2 separate regions of the Cyprinus carpio genome follow, and region 2 is linked to region 1. Evidence: chromatin contacts called from public Hi-C data. All regions are on one chromosome and are shown on one strand. The core of a region is the stretch at or near the end of the contact, and the rest is flanking DNA. Distances in the headings are between cores, read along the strand shown.

What was found. Hi-C and Micro-C count contacts between places; a contact is called where the count stands out from the background.
Region 2: a contact with region 1 is called in a Hi-C map of skeletal muscle, with 4 times the contacts expected there. The contact joins the promoter of msi2b here to the promoter of mrps23 in region 1. A contact is called at or near these places in 4 of 8 Hi-C or Micro-C datasets (liver and skeletal muscle).

Annotation. Positions count from the first base shown.
Region 1 is chrB15:20,351,095-20,355,489 of ASM1834038v1, reverse strand. mrps23 (28S ribosomal protein S23, mitochondrial) reads right to left here and starts at 2,417. Exons shown (of 5, transcript XM_042739716.1): 1 at 2,245-2,417; 2 at 1,825-2,004; 3 at 1,547-1,624; 4 at 1,318-1,455; 5 at 934-1,232. The coding sequence starts at 2,288. The coding sequence ends at 1,097. nos2b (nitric oxide synthase 2b, inducible) reads right to left here. Exons shown (of 29, transcript XM_042739715.1): 26 at 4,303-4,395; 27 at 4,053-4,201; 28 at 3,454-3,648; 29 at 2,475-3,287. The coding sequence ends at 3,249.
Region 2 is chrB15:20,608,123-20,612,517 of ASM1834038v1, reverse strand. It overlaps msi2b (RNA-binding protein Musashi homolog 2b), which reads left to right and starts at 1,948. Exons shown (of 11, transcript XM_042739725.1): 1 at 1,948-2,152; 2 at 2,430-2,470; 3 at 2,697-2,778; 4 at 4,090-4,174. The coding sequence starts at 2,091.

The DNA of each region.
Region 1 (4,395 bases), core at 1,168-3,667:
GTCAATCATCTTGGATATTATGTCTGCTTGAGATATTTCGAATGGGAAGAAATTCCATGTTCTGCCAGATTAGATGGTGAATATCTTTTTTTGTTTGTTTCTTTGTTTTTGTTTTTTATATTAATGTCTAGGCAATTACAGAATGCTAGCATGGTCAATAATTTCTGGGTCATTGTTTAAAATTTCTATGTTCCAGACAGTTTTGGTCATCATGACAGCAGAAATGATTTGATCTTTTTAAAACCTCACAAAGTCATATTTGTTGTGATATTTATTATCTTTTGTGTCTACTGATTATATCACAAGTAGGCAATGAAAGCTTGCGGGGTATCTTAGTTTAGCAGGGTTCATTTAGTGAAGAGGGTGAGCAATTGTAAATAATTCAAATATCCAAATATTTTATTTTAACGTTACCTCTGCAGGAGTGAAAAAAAAAAGTTAAGGACAATGATAATTCTGAATGAAATTCATTATTGTCTGTGCAGATCAGCTATCCATAAATTTTATAATCACATAAATTTTAACATCACAAAAACAATGAAAATACATAAAAACTTCCCTAAGTTTCTTTAAGATCCTGTTGAGGATAAAAATATAAGCAAAAAAAAAAAAAAAAAAAAGATGTAGTATAAAAAAAAAACAACAGTTTAATATCAATATGAATCATAAGTTTATGGAGTGACTCAGAAAATTGGAAATATAACACTGAGTATTTACAATGCAGATACTTTTCCACTCCTGTTGTTAATGGACTTGAAATTACTTTCATTAAACACTCCAGATATTTTATTACACAAGACATTAGACATTTTTCACAGAAGTGAAACACTTGCAAGATCTGTATTATAAAGTCATTCACTAAACCCCAGCTGCTTGGCTATAAAGACCTAAATCAAAAATAATTCTCAAACATCAAACATATCATTAACATCACTCATTTGACACCAGCAAAGGGTAAAGACACGTGAGTTTACAGTGTCCACAACTGTACAAACTATATCTGTGTCCCAGTGTTTGATTGCATGATTGACCGGCACACTGATGTGCTAGAGGCAGGAGCAGTTTACACTGCCCTAACTGAAGAGAAGTGGTACATTTATGACGATGTCTGTCTGTCAGGGTTCACCATCTCTGCCCCTGGCTGTTTCTCTGGAATATTTGTCTCCACGTCTGTGTCTCTTTGCTGCTCTGCCAACATGTCAGTCAATCTAAAGAACAATAAACAAACCCTACACAGACTTTGGCCACACCCTCTTTATAAAAAAAACACGATGAACAAATACAAAATTAAATGCATGTAGTCTAAAGAATCATTTAGCTCTCAGGCTCACCGCAGGTCCTCCTCTCTTTCTTAAATAAATGCCCTCTGCAAGCAGCACTTTTGCAGTCTCTTCAAACAGCAGCTCAGGTTTGACATCCCCTCTGCTTTCTAATTCACCGTACTTCATAACAAACCTGCACAGAGATACAGTAACACAACAACTAAATCAAAAAGCATTTAAAGAGATTGTACCATAAAAATGTGTAATTTCCCATCATAACGTACCTCTGACATGATGATACAAAATTGGGCTTGAGGAGCTCAAAAGCTCTTGGTCCATTACCATAAACCTCAAAGAACTTCCTACAACCACAGAAAAAAAAAGTCATGTGGATTTACTGCAAAGGTCGAGCATGCATGCAAGTTTAACTGGAGGGTCAGTGACCCAAAAATGGGCTGCAGAGAATATGAAGTACAAATGAAGGGCACAAGAGTAACCTGAAACCAAACCAAGTTACTAAAGATGATATATTAGCGTTCTGAACGGGTATGTTTGGACTTACGCTCGTATTTCATCCTCTTTGTATAAGATTTCAGGTACAGTATCTGCTGCATGTATCTTCAGTGGTCTCACAGCTTTCTCATAGAGAGGTTCTCTCTTAGGAGGAAAAGCAGCATACACATCAAACCAGATGGGCCTTTCCTCGTGCTTGATGACTCCAGCTCGCATTAAATCACGAACCCTTTACAAACAACAATCAGTCATTCAACCTCAGAACGCTAACTGTACACTATACAAAAGGTCTCTGGTTTATTATTTCCGTTCTTGGCATTCTAAAATGTTTTTACACGGTACACTTTCATATCACATAAAACATTTTACAATAAGCCGATCTCTTGTTCTAAGACACGTTTTATACTTAATATTTTTGTCTTTAACCTTGAAACGAACTCAAGAAGCACATGCTTTCACTAATGCTTACCGCGTAAATACGGTCCCGAATTTCTCAAGTCGACTTCCAGCCATAATATGTCTATATGATAATACAAATTTAATTAAATATGAATAAATATCACAGAAAAGTCAGGAAACGGTGACAGTTACACGCTCTCTGCTGCAGCACGGATACACGACTTCCGGTGTTACTACGGGTACCAATTAAAGACAAACTACAGAATGCGAAGGGGAAAAGAAAAAAAAAAACATCTACCGTGGTTTTCATAGTCTGTTTATTACAAAATGCAGTATTTAACATGAACATCCAATTAAAGATTTATGCAACACTTATATGTAACACTTATGAAAGAAAGTATTAACAATAAACACTGAACTGAAAGTATAGTTTGGCATGATGAGGCTATAGTATGAAACGACATTGAAAATGTGAGATTCAAATCTAAGTTAAGTATAAAAATAAACAAGTATAGAAAAAAAACAGTATTGCACAATTTATAGGACACTAATAAAATAAGCATATCTGTGGCATGTACAAGTAAATTCTTTGTATAAAAGTTCAGACTTTTGAAGCCCTCGGACAGGTGACCATGTTGTTCTGTTGAGCATGGAAACTCTAGATTGCTCCAAAAGAATTGTTCCTGCATTTAGTCAGCGATAAAACCACTACTCTAAAGAAGTTAAGGTCAATCTTCCCAAAAACAAACAAAAAGGCATTCATTTTAAACAAACAGATAGGAATAATACAGTAAACAATACAGTTTATTTACAAGAAGGAACTAATATTTCTCCATAATTTGAGCTGTACATTCCAAAAGTTACTGACGATCAGGGTGGTGCATGGAAATTTAATACACTGCTATTGGGTATTTGTGTAGCGATTTTGTGAATTTTTTAAGTCAAGAGAGGTTTTTGCATTATTTTGGAAGCTGTATGAAAATCAAAATATTACAAGTTAAAAAATTAAAATATCCCCAGTTTTGGTGTGTTTGAATATTGAAAAGATTGAAGTGGTCCAGGTGATCTCAAGCACTAGGATCCAAAGATGTCTTCATGGTACCGCTTCTCATTCTGTGAACAAAAAAAGCATAATCATGTAAAATTATTGACCATATATCATTACAGACTACAAACAGTTCACCATTCACGACAACTGAGCCTTTTAAAGGAGCATAAATGCTGTAAGACATGATTATCTGAAGCAGCTATAAAATGTGTCAACAATTTAAAGGTTCACCTTGAGCCTTGACAGATATTCCTCAGCCTGAGTAAGAGTGATGCCCAGCCGGCTGACTAGGATTTCCTTGATAGTGGCAGCCACATCATTGGCCATGTTCATGCCTCCACAGATATACAGATGTCCTGGATTATGGTGCAGAACCTCAAAGACCTTGTCATTCAGTTGTTCTCGCAAGATGTCTTGGACATAAACCTAAGAGAGTTACATAAGAGAGTAAGCAACAATCCCCAAAGAGTGTTAACTGCCATTTAGAATGATTTTTTAGTTCTAACTATAAGTAATGATTTATGTTTTTTATTAGCAAAAAGGTATAACAAAGCACCTATTTCAGAAAAAAATTAAAGTTGAAAAATACATAATAAATAAGATATTATTAAATAATAAATACTTATTAAATATTAATAAATAATTCATAATTATTACTCATTTTACATAATAAAAATAAAATATATATAATAAAATATAACAGCTACAGCGATGATAATAATTATTATAAATATATTTATATATTATGACACACTATCAATATTACTAGATATTTACAGATATTAGAGATTTCTAGATATTATTACAGTTACAGTGTCAAGTGTGTCTACCTTGGGTTGTCCAGTTTGTCTTGAGTAAGCTGTTATGATACTGCTTAGGGTACCATTATCTCTCATGTCCAGAGTCTCTTCTTTGTAAAGATGATCGGTATCTGAACCTCGACACCCGAACACGAGTGTCACTGGATTCCCTTTCAGACCTGGAAGAAATAACACAACTTGAGGTTCAGAAACTTGAGGTGAGCTAATTCAATGGACTGTTTGAAACCACTTGAATGTGATAAGAGATAAAATTCAATACCTGTTTTTTTCATGTCATGCAATTGCTGTTGCCAAAAGCTACGGAATGGAGCAATGCCGCTCCCAACTCCCACAAGAATACAGGGAGCACTGG
Region 2 (4,395 bases), core at 699-3,198, 260 kb before region 1:
CGAAAGGCAACTGTGCTGAATAAACTATTTTGCCCACCATTATGCTTATCAAATCCTATTATGAAATTATGTCATTTAAATACCCTGTAAAATGTTCTGCCAAAGCCTATCAGAAATTTAATTGCGTATTGAATTACGATGAAATGGAACGGCGGTGGTGATGATGCATATTTGAACTTAACAGAAATGACATTTCAGGCTAAGAGCAGAAGGGAGCTCAATTTCAGCTGATAATGATTATTATTAATACTTATTAGAACAAGTAATGTCAATAAAAACGTTTACATGGAAAACAATAGTGTCTTTGACACGTTGTTTATTTTTGTCTTTTTCAAAACGGTGGTCTTGTCTTGCTCAAAGCCCGAGAGAGTATAAACTGAGAGGGGAGAGAGATGTTTCGGTTTCTGGGTTGTGCCCCACAGGTACCCGTGTGTCAGTTTACCAACAAGCTGCCCGCTAGGCAGTGAGGTGAGACAGCGGGTTCACCTGCCAATCAAGAGCATCTCAGCCTCCCTCCTCTGGACACCGGCTTCATGTGGGCTCTTTACTTCAAGAGCTCTGACTGTTGTTCAGAAGCTATCTTTAGCAGGAGAGGCGAGAAGAGGAAATATGAATTGGTATAGGTATAGAGAACAAAAAAGAAGAGTGATGAGGTGTCTTTGGGCCGCGGAGTCTCTCTCAAACAGAGCTGCAGGAAATAAACAGCAATCACTGTAGCATGACTGAAAATCCACTGAGCAGGCAGCCTTAATTGAGCCCCTCTCTCTGTCTATTTCCTTTTCGCTCTTCCCCCTCTCCATGGATAATAAGCACAAGATCCCTTAACCTTTTTGGTGCATTTTAAAGACCATTAATTGATGTGTGAAACTGCATTTTGCAGAAGTCAAGGGGTCCAAAGACCCTCAGGGGGTGTGTGATAGCTCAGATATTTCCTGTTTAACGTCTCAATGTGACAGAGGGAGAAGGAGGTGTATTCTGTACAGTCAGTATATGAGTATACACAGCAGTGGAAAACAATATTCATACATGATATTTGCATGTATGCTTGAGAATGTGATTACAAGTATTGATTTCTGATATGCTTATGTTTAAGGCATGTTTTCTTTGGTCAATCAGTAGAAGTTTATTGCTGTTAGATTTTCTCACCTTATAGATATCATATTTGCATACTGGAAAAATTGGTGTTGAAATAGTTTTTCACTGCTAGTAAATTTCTCAAACAAGTGCAAAGAAACAGCTAGTAACATATTGCATTTTTGAACTTGTAAAACATACTTCAATAATTTATTTTGTTTACAATTTTAACATTTTTTATATTGTGTGTAATGTTATATCATAAGCGCGTGATGTGGCATGTTTACAAATGCGATTTCTCAATATAATAATTAGTTCATAATATGAAAAACAGCTATTTGTAAACCCTGAAGATTTAGGGGGAAAAAATGACATCCTCCACTGATTTAATCAAAAAAAAAAAAAAAAAAAAAGCCTGTCTGTAAATTAATTTACGCTCTACTTGCTTTTTGGACATGTTTGAGCAGCTCAAAACAAACAGAAGGTAAGTTATGAATTCTCTTTGGGGAGAAGTATTAAAAATTAATCAGTGCTGATTAAAATTATCTGTGATGTAATATTTCTCTATTTTGGGTTGCAATGAAAAAAATCTAGCAGAAAAAGATCACTGCGCTGCTAATTCTACTCTGGATCTTGGGTGTGATATTCAGACGTACCAATGCATCACTCAGACAGACTTTCCAGCTTTGTTTACACTCGCTTCTTTCATTTCTACGTGTGTATAATGTGTATCCGCTACCCATATGCGTGTCTACGGCTATGTGACAATAATAAAAGTGACGCGATTCGATCCGATCCTCACGCGCTGAGCCCCGGGTGGGCGGGGCCATGCTAATGACGTCAATGGAATGGGTGAGGTGACGAGCCCCTTCTGCGCTCCGCCCCGTGTGGGTGACGGGAGGGGGAGGGAGCCAGGCAGAGCTGATCCCACGTGTGACGCTCGCATTCCCGGCTCAGTAATATTCTCTTAGCTCTGACAGTGTGTGTGTTAGTTACTGGCCATAGTTGGGTTAGCCATGGAGGGAGACGGGAGCCAAGCCACATCTGGAAGCCCTAACGATTCGCAACACGACCCGGGGTAAGCCAGAGCCAATGCTGACTGCACTTCACTTTCTTTTTTTTTTTCCTCCTTGTGTGTTTTTCTCCAGTGAGCATGTTTTAAAAACGCTCTTCCGGGTGCACGCAACTACTACACCTTTGTTTGATGTATATTAGAGAGCACAGCCCGCCTGGGCTCAGTAAACACACACCGCTCTGCTTTGCCTTCGTTTAGCTCTGCTTTTTTGTCGCTAGCTACACGTCAAAATGGCCGATCTGACATCTGGACTCACTTCTGCTGTTTTCTCCCCTTACAGTAAAATGTTTATCGGTGGCCTCAGCTGGCAAACTTCACCAGGTAAGAGACCGATGGTTGGCTGTCGTTTGCACGCGTTTGTCGGGCTGTGTTGTGTTTCTTTCATTGTGTCCAGCGTGGCGCGCGCTGTGCGGGATATGTGCCGTCATATGAAGTCCTCTATTCGACCCCTGTTAGACATCCAGGGGGGCGTTTAATTTACAAACTGGTGTGTAACGCACGAATGCTTTGCTCATGTGTGCTCTTTTCTTTCTGTTTTGTTTCACAGACAGCCTTAGAGACTATTTTAGTAAATTTGGAGAGATCAGAGAATGTATGGTGATGAGAGATCCCACGACAAAACGCTCCAGGTAAAAAACAAAGACAATGTTTTTTTAATCCCTGAACACGTTGAGGTTTTATTCAAAGCGATATTAACCTGCCCTTGCGCTGTTATTCGGATGCTACGCGCTGTTGAGGCGATCGCTGTGTCTGTGGACGGGATACAGTTTGACATTGATTTGGGATTCTTCATGTTAAACCAAATGTTTTTAATGGACCGAGCGCTTAATGCGGTTGCTTGTGTTTTTATCTTTGACTTTGGCACGTTAATGGGTTTTTCACACTTGAAATTATCATTCTTAACCCTGGGTTACATTTTTTTCCGTGTTTCACACCGTTCATACTTTACCCTGGGTTAGTAATTAATTCTCCGCTGGCAGATTGCGAGATTTCTTACTGTACGTTAGCGTTTTCATTTGCATATTCATGAGAATTAAAACGTTGATTCGACGCTTACTGCACGCGACCTGTTTTAATATCCGTAGAAATGTCGCTACGCAGACCTTCTCCATTTGCTTGACATCTTCTGAAATGTACCGCAAAATACATTGTTTGTTTTCCTCAAACATTTAAATTAAACGGCGCGTGAAAGTTTCTGCGACTGTACAATGCTCATGAATATTTAATGAGGTAAGCGCCGAAGCAGTTTGTGATTGGTTGTCTTTTGCTAAACTTATGTAGCAGAATTTCATAACGGACGGTTAAAATTATTTTTATTACTTATTATTAGTTATTACTGGCCGTTACACAGGATTTAAAAAGACTTTAACCCATGATTGAGTGTGGCGTGGAAAGTCCATATGTCATTGACAAACTGTATTTCTAAAGTAACACATTATGCAGATGTTTATCTGAAATGTTTTGTCAACCAAGTTCTTGCTAAATAATATAATAGGGTGGACATATTAAAAGGATATTTCACACGGAAATGAAAATTCTGTCGTTGTTTATTCCGTAAAACACAAAAGTGATTGTTAGGGACTGACAGTTTCAGTCACCATTCACTTTTATTTGCATACCCCCCCTCCAATAACGTCACAATGAAAGTGAATGGTGACTGAAGCTGTCATTCTAAACATTCTTTTATTTACTCACGTCATGAGGGTGAGTAAATGATGACAGAATTTCCATTTTTGTGTAACCTACCATACTCTTTTGTCCGCGACGCACTATATTTCTAAGATAACATGTTATTGAAATTGTTTTAGATATGAAAGTTCATGTAGCATTAAGTAATAGAATAGAATGGATATGTTAAGAAGCTCACCAGTCAAACATGTGTAACACATCGCTGTCAGCTCCTAATGTATGTCTGTGTTTTTGTTTGTTTTGTTTTCCAGGGGATTTGGCTTCGTTACGTTTGCGGATGCGGCCAGTGTAGATAAGGTCCTAGCTCAACCTCACCATGAATTAGACTCAAAGACGGTATGTCCCCTTCTGTTTGCGTTTATGTTTCTGTGAAGTGCTGTTTAAACATACTTGTATCTGTGTGTGACATTCATTGGTGAAAAGACACGCAGTCTCCCGATCATATCCCTTCCCGTATCGAGGCTTTCTGCTGCATTTGTCATTGTACCACACACACAACAGCGGGGCACTTGACATAAATAAGTAGCCGGATAATTAGTCCCGTCTTCCTTACATGC